Linked DNA regions of Sus scrofa: all the other regions are linked to region 1. The links are chromatin contacts, called in public Hi-C maps. All regions are on one chromosome and are shown on one strand. Each heading gives the region's core, a stretch centred on a gene start, on an enhancer-like site or on the middle of the called end of the contact. The rest is flanking DNA. Distances are from core to core; before and after follow the strand shown.

The links. Hi-C and Micro-C count contacts between places; a contact is called where the count stands out from the background.
Region 2: a Hi-C map of liver shows a contact between it and region 1, with 4 times the contacts expected there. The contact joins the promoter of HCFC1R1 here to the promoter of C3H16orf90 in region 1. A contact is called at or near these places in 3 of 47 Hi-C or Micro-C datasets (heart right ventricle, liver and skeletal muscle) and 1 of 2 datasets of contacts at active chromatin or transcription factors (alveolar macrophages).
Region 3: a contact with region 1 is called in a Hi-C map of liver, with 6 times the contacts expected there. The contact joins the promoter of ZNF213 here to the promoter of C3H16orf90 in region 1. A contact is called at or near these places in 5 of 47 Hi-C or Micro-C datasets (alveolar macrophages, heart right ventricle, liver and 2 more) and 1 of 2 datasets of contacts at active chromatin or transcription factors (alveolar macrophages).

The regions. Positions count from the first base shown.
Region 1 is chr3:38,750,883-38,755,149 of Sscrofa11.1, reverse strand. C3H16orf90 reads right to left here and starts at 1,695. Exons shown (of 4, transcript XM_021088380.1): 1 at 1,622-1,695; 2 at 1,219-1,373. The coding sequence starts at 1,695. CLUAP1 (clusterin associated protein 1) reads left to right here and starts at 1,765. Exons shown (of 12, transcript NM_001245000.1): 1 at 1,765-1,854; 2 at 4,076-4,187. The coding sequence starts at 1,833.
Region 2 is chr3:39,162,529-39,166,795 of Sscrofa11.1, reverse strand. HCFC1R1 (host cell factor C1 regulator 1) reads right to left here and starts at 2,421. Exons shown (of 4, transcript XM_003481068.4): 1 at 1,960-2,421; 2 at 1,592-1,648; 3 at 1,350-1,478; 4 at 749-1,108. The coding sequence starts at 2,054. The coding sequence ends at 973. It overlaps THOC6 (THO complex 6), which reads left to right and starts at 2,165. Exons shown (of 13, transcript NM_001243684.1): 1 at 2,165-2,498; 2 at 3,263-3,378; 3 at 3,471-3,535; 4 at 3,626-3,729; 5 at 3,809-3,846; 6 at 3,930-3,978; 7 at 4,114-4,185. The coding sequence starts at 2,460. It overlaps TNFRSF12A (TNF receptor superfamily member 12A), which reads left to right. Exons shown (of 4, transcript NM_001142839.2): 4 at 1-508.
Region 3 is chr3:39,086,906-39,091,172 of Sscrofa11.1, reverse strand. ZNF213 (zinc finger protein 213) reads left to right here and starts at 2,384. Exons shown (of 6, transcript XM_013995737.2): 1 at 2,384-3,322.

The DNA.
Region 1 (4,267 bases), core at 446-2,945:
AGCTTTCTCAGGATTACAAGACCCCCCCCTACGGTGAGACACCACCAACTTTGTCACGACTATGTGACCATAGAGTCCAGCTGCAGGCAAAAGATAAACTAACCTCCCTTCGCCTCAGGGAATCCAGTTTCCCATCCAAGGGGCATAAGAAGGCCCCAAAAGAAGGGCAGGGGGCTGGCTCTTCTCAAGGGTCCGTCACCCTCTCCCTTTCCCCTCTAATAAATTTTCTTCTCTTTGTCTGAACACCCGGCTTGTTCTCTTTCTCCGCACTCGCCTTACACTACCAACTGTTTTCCAAAGTGGATGTACAGTTTCACGTTCCCACCAACACTGTAGGAAGGGCCAAGTCCCTCCACATCCTTTCAGACCCTTAACTGTCAGGGCTTTCGTTGTACTTGGTTGTTATTTTAGCTGTTCTCAAACTACCCAGTGATATCTTGTGGTTTAATATACATTTCTCTAACGACTAATAATCTTGAGTATCTTTTCCTTTGCTTATTATTTGTAATGAAATGAAATTCATATTTTTTTTTCTTTTTAGAGCTGCGCCCATGGCATATGGAAGTTCCCAGACTAGGGGTCGAATTGGAGCTGCAGTTGTCAGCCTACACACCACAGCCACATTAACGTGGGATACCAAGGGCGTCTGCCACCTGCACCGCAGCTCATGGAAACATCAGATCTTTAACCCACTGAGCAAGGCCAGGGATCGAACCCGCATCCTTGTGGATAGTAGTCAGATTCGTTTCTGCTGCACCATAATGGGAACTCCCTGGATAAGGTTTATTTATTTATTTATTTAAGGATGATGTTTTTGTTTAACCCAGTCACGAACCTTTCACCTCTAAGTTTTCTTCTAGAAAAGCTATAGTTCTTGGTTTTACTCTTAAATAAGGATGGATGCTCATTTATTTGCATTCCGAATTGTTCCCAAACCATTTGTTGAAAGCTCTTTCTTTCTATCCCCTCTGAAGGTCTTCGTCACAATGACCACGCATGTATGGATCTATTTCGGAACTCCGTGCATTTATGTGTGCAACTTCACCAAAACCGATTGTGGGTTTGGCAGTCATTCCTCAGCGTCCACCCTTCTGGGATCAGCTGATTTCACCTTCCCCAGCCCTTCCTGTCACCTGTTTCCAACCGTGGCAGCCCAGCTTAGGGCAGTCCCAAGCGAGCCCGCAGCTAACCCGGCCAAGGGTCGGCGGTGCTCCTCACCCGGAGCCGCCCCCTCAAACTGGCGCACCAATAGGCTCCAGCCCGCTGAGCACACGGTTGCCAGGACAACCGCCAGCGCGCGAAGAGCCGGGCCGGCTTCCGGCCTGTCGTAAAGCTCGATCCCGCTGCGCGTGCGCAGGTAGCAGCCCGGCCCACTGTCGCCGCCCAGCGGTCAGTCCCTTCACTCAGGAGGTGCTTCATTTTACCCTCGCTAGTGAGATGCATGCTGGGTACAGGACGCAGGCGGGAGACCTGCCTCCTAACACTATCCTACATTCTGTCTAGAGCAGTTGAGGAGGAAACGAGTAGTATGTAGAGTGCCTCTCAAAGTGTCAGGCGCTTGGATGGTGCTCAGAACGTGTCAAGTCAAGGGGCCCAGACGCCATCCGGGCCAAGATCCCACGCCGGCTCCCTCAGCGTCCGGAGACGCCCCCTGCCGGCCGCCCTGTGTCCGGCGAGTGTGGAGCATGCGCACATGGCCCGACCAGGTCGCCTCCCGTCTGGATTGGCCCCGGCTACTCGCCGTCCACGCTCCCTCCGTGCGTTACTATAGAGACCCGTGAGCGCTGAGGGGCGAGCGGCGGAGACTCCGGGCTTCTCGGGACCAAAGAGACATGTCTTTCCGCGACCTCCGCAGTAAGGCAGCCTTGCCCCCGTGACCTGCGGTCCTCCTGATGCTCGGGCTCCCTCCCGCCGGGTCCCCCGTCCGAGCCCCCCCGAGGCTCGAGCGCCGGAGCTCCTCCTGGGCTTCCGCGGCTTGGGACGCCCCTGGCCCGCCTCCCGCAACCCCGGCCTGGGCGCCCCAGCCCAGTCTCACGGCCCTTTCCCAATGAGGGCAGGTTGTGTATCTGCCGCTGGCCACGTGTGGTTTGTGTGGCTGAGGAATCCAAACTTTAATTTGGTTTACTTAAAAAATGTTTTTTTTAAATTCTAAACGATTTTTTCCCCATTGTAGCTGGTTTGCAATGTTCTGTCAGTTTCCTACTATACAGCAAGGTGACCCAGTCACACACACACATATACATTCTTGGTTTACTTTAAACTGATTTATACAGCCAGGTGGTATAAACGTTCGCTGACGAATTGGAAAACGCTAAACCGTTTTAGAGTTGGGTTAGCATAGATCTCCGAGAAACGAACAACGAAGCCCAGGAGGGGCTGGTGACTACTAATTGCGGCTCAGATCTGCTCCTGTGGGGGGGGGGGGGTCCCTTGTTACACACCAGGTATTGTACATTCAGTGTCTTATTTTAGTCCTCATTTTAACAGTGCGGCGGGTCCTGTAGTTCCTGGATGAAATACTTTGAGGCAGAGCTGTAAAGTCGCTTGTTTTAGGCCACACAGCTACAACTCTGAAAGTAATGGGTCCAGATGTAGGATTGTGCGACTCACAGTTTCTTGGCTTTTATGCGCTGTCATTGTCTCACCCTGAAGCAGTTCAGTCAAATGGCTCCACGTGCATGGCTCTAGCAGGTGACTGCCAATTTGGTGTGATCTGAGGGGCTTAAGGCCAATTTTGTAACCAAATTGCTGGTGCCTGAAATGTTCCCATTAAAGATGAGTCCTTTCAGTTGTGAATTGTTCTTTTTCTGTAACGTAAATATACAGAAAGAGACAGGAGATTTTATTGATGCCTCCTGCTAGCTCTACTGTTTGAATCTATGCCCTCAGGGATGGGGAGGTTCTTGGTGACGCTCTATGGTAGACCATTGTAGAGACGGTTCTCTTCCCTCATAGTTGAGGGTGGCCAGTATTCTGCTAGGGGACCCTGAACAGAGCTGTATTTGGAAAAGTGTACGAGAAGGAGATTTCTGAACATTCTGACCTTAAACAGTGTACAATTAAGCAGTTCATGTTAAGAATCTTACTCAAATTGTCTCCATTTTGACAAAAGTACTGCAGAATTAACAGAACTTGACTCCTACCTGGCAGGAAGAAGGCAATGCCTGACTGTGATAAGAAGGCTGCCGCTTTATTCTCCATCACTTTTTCAACTTTTCCCCAAACAGTGGCAGAGGCCCTCTGCTGCTCTTTGCTCTGCTGGTGTCTTCTCTTCTGTTGTCTGCTGAAATCCACCCTAACCTCCAGTGCCCAGGTAGTTTGTGAATGTCATTGGGACATTTTGAATATCCCCTTCAAGAAGAGTGAAGACGGGCATTACTTAGTGAGAAGCACACTGAATGCAGATCTTGGCACAACATAAGAACTAAAAAAATGTTTTATTTTTATTTCCAAGCCTTGCTTAAAGCTTAGTGACCGCAATCTCTGGTATCAATAAGTATTAGTATTGTTTCTTAGTCTGTTGGATAGTACATCTAAATACTGCTATGTAATTCAATCATTGTCTTTAAGATTTCTGTGGATATAATGTAACTAATGTTTAGATTTTTGAGTTATTAAGGTCCTGTATGTTCACTAAAAAAGACAACTCAGAAATAACAGACATGAATTTCACCCTACCACCATTACCTCCCTCCAGAAAACCATAGTTAACATTTAAAATTAATTTTTTTGTTACATTTTATAAGGCCAGGTGTTTCTCATTTTGAGTGATAAAGAGAAAGCTATCCAAGATATAAGTGAGGTATCCAAGAGAGAAGTTAAAGTCATAGCCAATCCCTAACCTTACTTTACGGTTTCCACTTCTCCCATTGAACGTAAATATTTTTCAGGAAGCAGATTAGGTCAGTGTTAACTCTTATTCTCCTTTTTTCTTTCCCTTTTAGAGAGTTGATAAATAGTCCATAAAAGCGGCAGTAGGTTGGGAATAACAAGAGAAGGCAAAGAAGGTGTCTTAAGTTAATAAGTAGTTGCCGTTTGACAGGAAACTGACTGAATTGTATTTTACCTTGGACAGATTTTACAGAGATGATGAGAGCCTTGGGATACCCTCGACATATTTCTATGGAAAATTTCCGCACACCAAATTTTGACCTTGTATCTGAAGTGCTTCTCTGGCTTGTGAAAAGGTTAGAATTGCATTTTATTGAGCTTGAAAAATAAATACTATGAAATAGGTGATTAAGGAGAACCTACTGTATAGCACAGG
Region 2 (4,267 bases), core at 1,172-3,671, 410 kb before region 1:
TTCATTCATTCATTCTGGAGCCAGCCCTAGCCTCCCAGACACAGCCAGAGCCCCAGGCTGCTCCAGCCACAGGGGTGTGGAGGGAAGGGGGACGAGTGAATCACCTCCTGATGCCTAGGCCCAGGCTTCGGAAGAGGCTTCCAAGGTGTCTGCCCAGTCTCTGGCTCCAGAAAAGGAGACCCTGGCTCACTCACACCAGACGGCTGACACTAAGGAATGGCAGTATTTGCACAAGGTTCCCCCACCCCCACCACGGCCTGGGAGCCAGGCTGACCTGAGGGACAGACACCACACCAGGCCCCACCCACTCAGATATACTGAATTTCCTCCACAGGGGATCTCAGCCCTGGGGGTTTAGGGACCTGTTCCTAACACTAGGGGGCTGGCCCTCTAGTGGGGCTGGCCCTAACACACTGCCCCTCCAACCTCCAAAGGGGGGGGATATTTATTTGGGGGAGAAAGTTTTTTTGGGGGGGAGTTTATTAAAAAAAATCTTTTAACTTTAAAAGGTTCGGAGTGGCATGATCCCCAGCCCAACTTTCCAGAGCTGGAGGGAGGAGTGAGTCAGCCGCGGGGGTGGGGGTGAGGCTGTGACTCACACATTCTCAATGCCTGAGCCCAGCCTGCCAGGACCTGGCCGGGCCTTGACCGTTTTCCAGGGAAGATCTTGAGGAGAAACTCCAGCATCCAGGACCCCAGCCCTGCCCCTCCTTTTCCAAAGGCCCTGGGTTCCAGCCTGAAGCCTTCATTTGCTCATCAATCTTTATTCGGTTCTTGGGGGGGGGTCTCCCTTCCCATGCTCCTGCCCCTCCCACCCCAGGACTCTGGGGGGCTCAATGTCCTGTTGAGAGAAGGTCCTGGTGCCCAGAGGCCTGGTCTGGAGGAAAAGCAGGGTAGCTGGTCCCTCTGTGGGCATGCTGGTCTTCCCTGTTGTGAGGAAGGAAGGAGGGCAGGGGCACTGTCCGCCAGCACTCAGAGCTCCATTATGTCCACGGCTGAGGTTGCAGGGGAGTGGGGGGTGGGGGTGTCCCCCCGCCTCAGCAGCCGGAGTGCCTCGGGGATCAGGTTCCCAGGGTAGCGCCAGAGAAGCAGCTCGGGGCAAGAGGTTCTGGAAGAGGAAATGACAATCAGAAGAGAGCTGAGGCTGGCCTGGCAGAGCCACACCCCACCTGGTCCAGGTTCCCAGGGGCTCCTAGGCTGCTGGCACCTTCTTAGGAGCCAAGATGGGAAACAGCAGAGGTTGGCTAGAAGCTAAAAATAGCAGGATGAGGCAGAGCCTGGAGACTGGCTCTGAGGATTGGGTATGATCCTCCAGAAGGCCCCGCTGGTGGACTGTGGATAGTGCCTACCTGAGTGGGGGCAGAGCTGGGGAGAGAGCCATGGGGGGGCTGCAGTACGGGTGGTCATTGTGCAAGCTCAGCTGAGAAAAATGGGTGGCCATGTTCTCCTCAGACAGGAACTGCTTGCGCAGGGGCTCCCTGGGGAGAGACGGGGAGGCAGGCAAGCTGGGATATTCAGAGGAGAAGTAGTATGATGGGGACCTGAGGTGACAGAGGTCTTGCTGGGAGTTCCTCCCTGCCCCCAAACTCACTGCTCCGCCTCCAGGCGCCGCTTGGTGCTCATGGGCACAGCTCCTCGGAGAGGGGAGCTGGGAAGAAAAGAGAGCCAGGAGCATCCCACCCTCTTGGCCCCATCCCAAGGATCTGCCCGCCTAAGCCAGCGCGTCAGCCAGGAGCGCCCAGCCCATCTCCGTCTCAGCTGACGCCCAAGTCACCCCCTCTCTCAAACCATCCAGAAGCCTGCCTGGGAGGTCTCAGTCCCCAGTCTCCGACCGTGGCTCAGCTCACGCCCAAGCCCTGCGGACAATCCCCACCGTGTGTCAGCCTGCAGACCAGCCTGAGGCCACAGCCAAAGCTCCTGGGCCCCCGAGCCAGGCCCGCCTAGGGCTCCCATACACACCTCGCGTCCAGGCCTCGGGGCACTCCCGAGGTGGCCCGCGGGTCGCGCTGGGCCCGACCCTGGGGGCCTCGCTCCAGGGGCTGCTGCAGGATCATTGGGGTTCGAGGTCCTGCGGTCTGAAGGGGTGGGATCCAGGCGCCGGGGAGGAGTCTCCGAGGGCGTGGCCCAACGCGTAGGGCGTGGCTTTAGGCGTACGCAGCGGCCAGAGTCTGCGCAGGCGCGGAAGGCTGACGGCACGCGGCTGGAAGGCGGGTCTGCTCTGCGGGGTGGGGGCGGGGGCCCGCCGTAGCGGGGTTGCGGTGGGTACCACTTAGTCTTGGGATCTTCTTGGCGGTCACCTGCGCTGCTGGGACTCGGGTTACGCAGAGGCCGTCTTCACGCCGGGCTGGCCAGCGGTGTTGGGGAGGTAGGGCGCCGCGAAGGGGAGCTGCTCCGGAGGCACTTCCGGACTCGTGAGGCTACGTGGAGCGCGGAGCTCTCTGGGACTTTTAGTTCTCGAGATGGACCGAGCGGTGCCGCCGGCGGTGCCTCTGGGTCAGGTGAGGCGTGCGTGGTGCGCGGTGCCTTCTGGGGTTTGTAGTCCACGCCCGGCTTCGAAGCGGCTGGCAAGCAGTCGTGCCCTGATCTCTGTTTCGCGTGGGCTCTTGGTGGGACTCGGATTCTGACCCGTGGGCGGGAGAATAACCCAGAAATACCTCAGGGGCCTTACATGAAAGTCAAAAGGTAGGGATTAAAAGGGCGGGAGTTCCCGCTGTGGCGCAGCAGGATCGGCGGCGTCTTGGGATTGCTGGGATCCCCTGCACAGTGGGTTAAGGACCCGGCGTTGCCGCATCTGTGGCTTAAGTCTCGACTCCGTCTGGGATCTGATCTCTGGCCCGGGAACTCCATATGCTGCCGCAGGACGGTCAAAAAAAAAAAAAAAGTACATTTTTCTGTTTGGGAGTAAGGCCACTTTTTAAAGCGGTTTCTCCTTGTGCGAAGTTCTTTGTTTACAGTAGCTTATCCATTCGGGACAAAAATCTCCCAGGAGCTCCATTCCGTAGTTGAGGAAACCTGCAGGAGAGTCTGGATGCTTGCTAAAAGTTCCACTAAGCATCAAGCCGCACCGCTCTCCTTTCTCGCCTCCTTCTCAGAGCCGTTCCTGGGACTGTATGGGCAGGTGCCCCCTGGTGGGCTGTTTCACAGGAGGACTGAGAGGTCTCGGGGGTGCGAGGCTGGGCTGGCAGCAGGGAAAGCGGGCAGGAGTCTGTGGATCCGAGGTCTTGGAAGCCCCAGACAGCCTTCATCCAGTCTCTCTCCACAGATGGAAGTATTTCAGGCCCTGCAGCGGCTGCACATGACCATCTTCTCCCAGAGTGTCTCACCTTGTGGGAAGTTCCTGGCGGCTGGCAACAATTATGGGCAGATAGCCATCTTTAGGTACACTTGCCCCCGCTCCCCACCACCCGTTAGCTCCTGGGGCTGACGCCTCCTGCTTCTGACTCTCAGGCCCCTCTTCCCTCTCCCTTCAGCTTGTCTGCTGCTCTGAGCTCCGAGGCCAAAGAGGAAAGTAAGAAGCCCATTGTGACTTTCCAAGGTGGGTGCCGCCATCGAGTCTGTCTTGGGGAACCCCAGGGTGGATGAGAGGAGCAGGATGGGGTCACTCAGGTTCTGCCCTTGCATTTAGCCCATGATGGGCCTGTCTACAGCATGGTGTCCACTGATCGACATCTGCTCAGTGCCGGGGATGGGGAGGTGAAGGCCTGGCTTTGGGCGGAGATCCTTAAGAAGGTGAGTGTGGAGCTGGGGGAAGGGTGAGCTGCCCAGACCCAGAGAGAGTCTTTGTCACCCAATGTTTCCTTCCCCGAAGGGCTGTAAGGAGCTGTGGCGTCGTCAGCCCCCATACAGGTGAGCCAGGGCCATGTGGGCAGAGGGCACATGGAGGTGAAGGTATGGCCTCATCAGAGCTGACGTGGTTTTTCCTCCCCCAGGACCAGCCTAGAAGTACCTGAGATCAATGCTTTACTTCTCGTCCCCAAGGTTCGAGCCCTTTATAATCAGGGCCCTCCCCTGCCCTGTTCTTGGGCCAGATTTGATCCTTACCCTCCCCTGCCCTGACGTGACACTGACCTCTGACCCCACTCGCCCATGCCCTGCCCGCGCCTTCTTCTGCAGGAGAATTCCCTCATCCTGGCGGGTGGAGACTGTCAGCTGCACACGATGGACCTTGAGACGGGGGCCTTCACCGTGAGCTGTGGAGCTGGAGTGGCTGGGGGGGAGGCAGCAGGCGGGGAGGGGGGTGGCCTCTTCCTGGATCTTGTCCTGACAC
Region 3 (4,267 bases), core at 1,135-3,634, 340 kb before region 1:
ATCTGCTGCTGTTGTCACTCATGCCCGTAGCATTGCCCCTGAGCTCTGGGCACTCCCTTGGCTCTTCTCTCCAGGAGCCAGGGCAGGGCAGAGCCAGCCTAAGAATTCACGTTCAGTGTCTCCTGTCTACCCTGCTTCCCTCACACTGGGGCCTGCTGCTTGTGACCGGGCATTTTCACCTGCATCCGCGGGGGCCCAGCTCTAATCCAGGGGGGATTTCTTGTTCCCCAGGGACCACTGCCCCTTCTGATCCTTTCTGAGCCACTGCCAGCTCACTCCCTCCACTACTTCTCACCTCTGTGGCCTCTTTGCACCTGTCCTCTGTAATTTGCCCTACCTGCCCCCATCTGGTGGTTTCCTGGCCTCCTGGGGTTTTACCTCTGAATTTTCCCATTCTCTCTCTCTCTTTTTTTCTCCTGGCCAAGGGTGGGCTCAGCCTGCCCATATTCTAGATGTGCAGTTCAGCTCTCAAGATTACACTCATTTTTGACATCACCTGACCTTGACGTCTGCCTCTCTTGGGACCCCTCCTGTCTCTGTGCTCACAGAGCCAACAGAGCAGTCGCAGCTCTGTTGGCTCCCAGCCCCTGAGGGATGGAATGTCTTGAACAGGACATTGGACTGAAAATAGTTATGATAGTTGGCAGTTGAGCAGCTGCCCTGTCAGGCATGGGACCAAGCATCACGTATATGTCCCCAACTGCAACTCGGAGTTTTATAGATGAGGAAGCAGGCTGAGAAGGCCAGTAACTTGCCCAAAGTCATTCAACCTGGAAGCTGGAGCTCAGGTCCAGGGCTTTTATCCTGTAAAGAATACCTCTATTTCCATGTACCCCCAATAGCTATTAATTTATTTATTTTAGGGCCACACTTGCAGCATGTGGAAGTTCGCAGGCTAGGGGTCAAATCGGAGCTACAGCTGCCAGCCTATGCCACAGCCACAGCAACACAGGATCGGAGAAGTGTCTGTGACCTACGCCACAGCTCACAGCAACGCCAGTTCCCAGACCCACTGAGGTCAGGGATCGAACCCATGTCCTCACGGATACTAGTCAGGTTTGTAACCTGCTGGGCCACAAGGGGAACTCCTCCCCCTTCAGCTTTTGATTGTCTAATTAGTGCATGACAATATGAGGCTGTCTAAAGAGTAGACAGTTCTCCTGTGGTGCAGCAGGTTAAGGATCCACTGTAGTCACTGCAGCAGCTTGGGTCACTGCTGCGGCAAAGGTTCGATCCCTGGCCCCGGAACTTCTGCATGCCACCGGCCTGGCCAAAACAGAACTAAAAAATTAGAACTGACAGACAGTAGACTTGACCTTCAGGGGTGTTGCACTCAGCTGGAGTTTGAGAGGGAAATCAGCTGGACGCCAGGGAGGTGCTGACTAGTGGGGGCCCAGGCAGGACTCAGTGGTGTCTAGGGTTGGGCTGCTGGCAGGAGTGGATTGACTGGATGGTTCTTTCTCGAAGAGGTGAGAAAAAGCAGTTTCCTCCCTTCAGCGTGTCGTCACGGCACTGGTCACTGGTCACTCAGCCAGAAATAGTGTTTCTCTGCTGGGTTCAGTGTGAGGGACTGAGGGGCTCTCGTCACATAAGGATTGCTCCCAGGAGCTTGTTATCTGATGGAGGGAAACAGGTGGGAAGGTGCTACCATGACTTGGTGGGGCTTAGCACAGAGTATTCATTTGCACAGTGGGTATTGCCTTAATTTCAGCTCCTTGGGCCATGGGCCACATCAGCTGGATGCCAGGAATCACTCAGGCCTTGAATCCCGCAGAGGGCTGTCTAGTGAGCTCCGGGGGGCCGGGGTCGTTAAAGACTTCGCTCTGAGGAGCTCAGCACAGTATCCAGTGGGAAACGGCATCCCCTTTTCATAGCACAGTGCAAAGGGATTCCAAGGGCCCCATGCATCTTCCATTTCTTAGAGATCCATCCAGAGGATGGAATAGACCCTGTCTAGAGCCTTTTTTTGTTTGTTTGTTTTTTGTCTTTTTAGGGCTGCCTGCGGCAGGTGGAAGTTCCCAGGCTAGGAGCTGAATCAGAGCTACAGCTGCTGGCTTACGCCATAGGCGCAGCAACTCTGGATCCAAGTCACATTTGCGACTTACATCACAGCCCGCATCAACTCCAGATCCTTAACCCAATGAGTGAGGTCAGGGATTGAACCTGCGTCCTCATGGATACTAGTCGTGCTCGTTATCCGCTGAGGCATGATGGGAATTCCAGGCCAGAGCGTTTTAAGAGTGGACAACAGCAGCTAAGACTGAGGAGGCAGCTCCAGCATCTTGGAAGGGCCTGGGCTGTCAGGCTGAATGGTGTTCATGATTCGGTGGGTGATGAAGCATCACTGACGGGTAGCAGGCTGGGCGGGGGTAGGGTGGGGAGGCAGAGAAGGGTTTTGGCCGTCTCTGGGGAGCTGGCGAAGAGGCTCAGAGGTGGCCTACTCCTTCCTGGCTCCTGCTCACACCTTATAGCTTCTGAAGAACACGCGCGACCTGATTCCTTGCGATTGACCTGCGCACCTGCGCCTTCTGGACTAGTAGAGGGAGGGGAAGGGGGCGGTGGTGGAAATAGTCCCTTGGGACTGCCGACCGCATCCCTGTGTGGTCGGCCCAGGTCCTGGCTGAAGGCGCGCTGCCTTCCCCGGGCCGGAGACGTGGACTGATTCAGCTCTGCTCTAGCCTGGGAAGCTCCTCCCGAGCTCGTGTGACCCCGCAGGGTGGCGAGGTCTGCAGACTCGCCGAGGCTCGCCTCACAGCCAGGATGACAGATTCCGGACGATCTCACCCCTCCCACTATGCCACCTGCCAGTCAGTGCCCTGGGAGGAGCAAGAGGGTGGGCGCCCCCAAAACGGGCCAATCATAACTGGCGTTTGTCCTCGGCTCCGTTCCCCCCCACCCCCGCCACGGTTGCCTGGCAACTCCTCGACGCTCTGGGCTTCCAAACTTTGCCTTTTCCCTTCCTTTTCCGGGCGCTGCGGAAAGAACCAACAACGCGGGCCGGCCTACCTGCTGAGTCGTCAGCCCCCGAGTCTTCAGAGCGGGCCCCGGGCCCACCACCGAGACAGCGACCCTCCTGCCTTCCTAGAGAGGCAGCGGGGAGAAGGCGAGCGCCGAGGCCAGAGCCACTTCCGGCCTCGCGCGCGGCGGAAGACCTGTTGCGCCCGGAAGAAACCCGCGGCGCTCGAACGCGAGGGCCGCGTCTGGGCTTGGTCGTGACGCCCAGGGTCCGCCGCGCCGGAGTCCTGGCCCCTGCACCTCCTGCTGGCGCTCCGGCACCTTGCGGGCCCGCCCGGTGCTGCCTGCGAGAGCCCACGCGGAGGCGGTAACGGCCTGGAAGGAGACCTGGGATCTTTTGCGGGGAGCGGGAGGAACTGAGGCAGTCAGTGCGGGGCGGGCCGGGTAGTAAAGGCGAGGAAACGTTAAATAGACGCTTCACCGCCTTCACTCATTCATTTTTCAATATAAATGCCTGCGTTCCAGGTCTTTTGCTAGATATTGAGGGATAAGCGATGAAAAATCTGACAAGATCCATGCCCTCATGGGTTGAGCTCCAGTGAGGGAGGCGGACGTAAATGACACATTAATTTAAAGTGGTGACAGACGGGGGAAGCAGTGGAGAATGTTAGGAATTGATTGTCCAAGGACGGAACGCTGAGACTTGAATGACGGGAAGGATTTCAGGGTAGAACCTTCCCAGCAAGGGGAACAGAATGAATAAAGTCCCTGTCATGACGAAGAGGTTGGCGGTCCAGGAGCTGAAATGACCCCGGTGGTGGGATGGAGGGGCAGGCGGGAGGGTAGGCTAGAGGCCTGAGACTTGTGAGGGGCTCTGGCCTGAGTTTTCTCCCTGGTGTCCTGTGGAGGGTGGAGAACCGGAGGTTTTGAAGGTGGTCCAGCCTGCCCCCTGTCCCTGCTCCTTGGCCATCCTGTGACCTGTGGTCGGGCAGTCTTCCTGCCTGGGTTGCAGAGGCAGCATTCTCAACTCCTAGGGCAAACTCTGGTTTTTCTCTGTTCTCAACTAACAAAGCTCCAGGCTATCCATGAAGATTCATACAATCCAACAGGCCACTGACTAGAACAAGCTGGGCTCCTTGAGAGGAAAATGGCAAGGATTCCTGGGGGTCTTAACTCTTGCAGCCTCTCCTGTATCTCTGCTCCCGTGGGCATGCCCATCTGACAGGTTCCTGGCGAGGCATGATTCCCTGGGACTAACAGTTCCTGACTGAGCATTTACTTGCATTAAGAGTTGGTACTGGCGTTCCTGTCA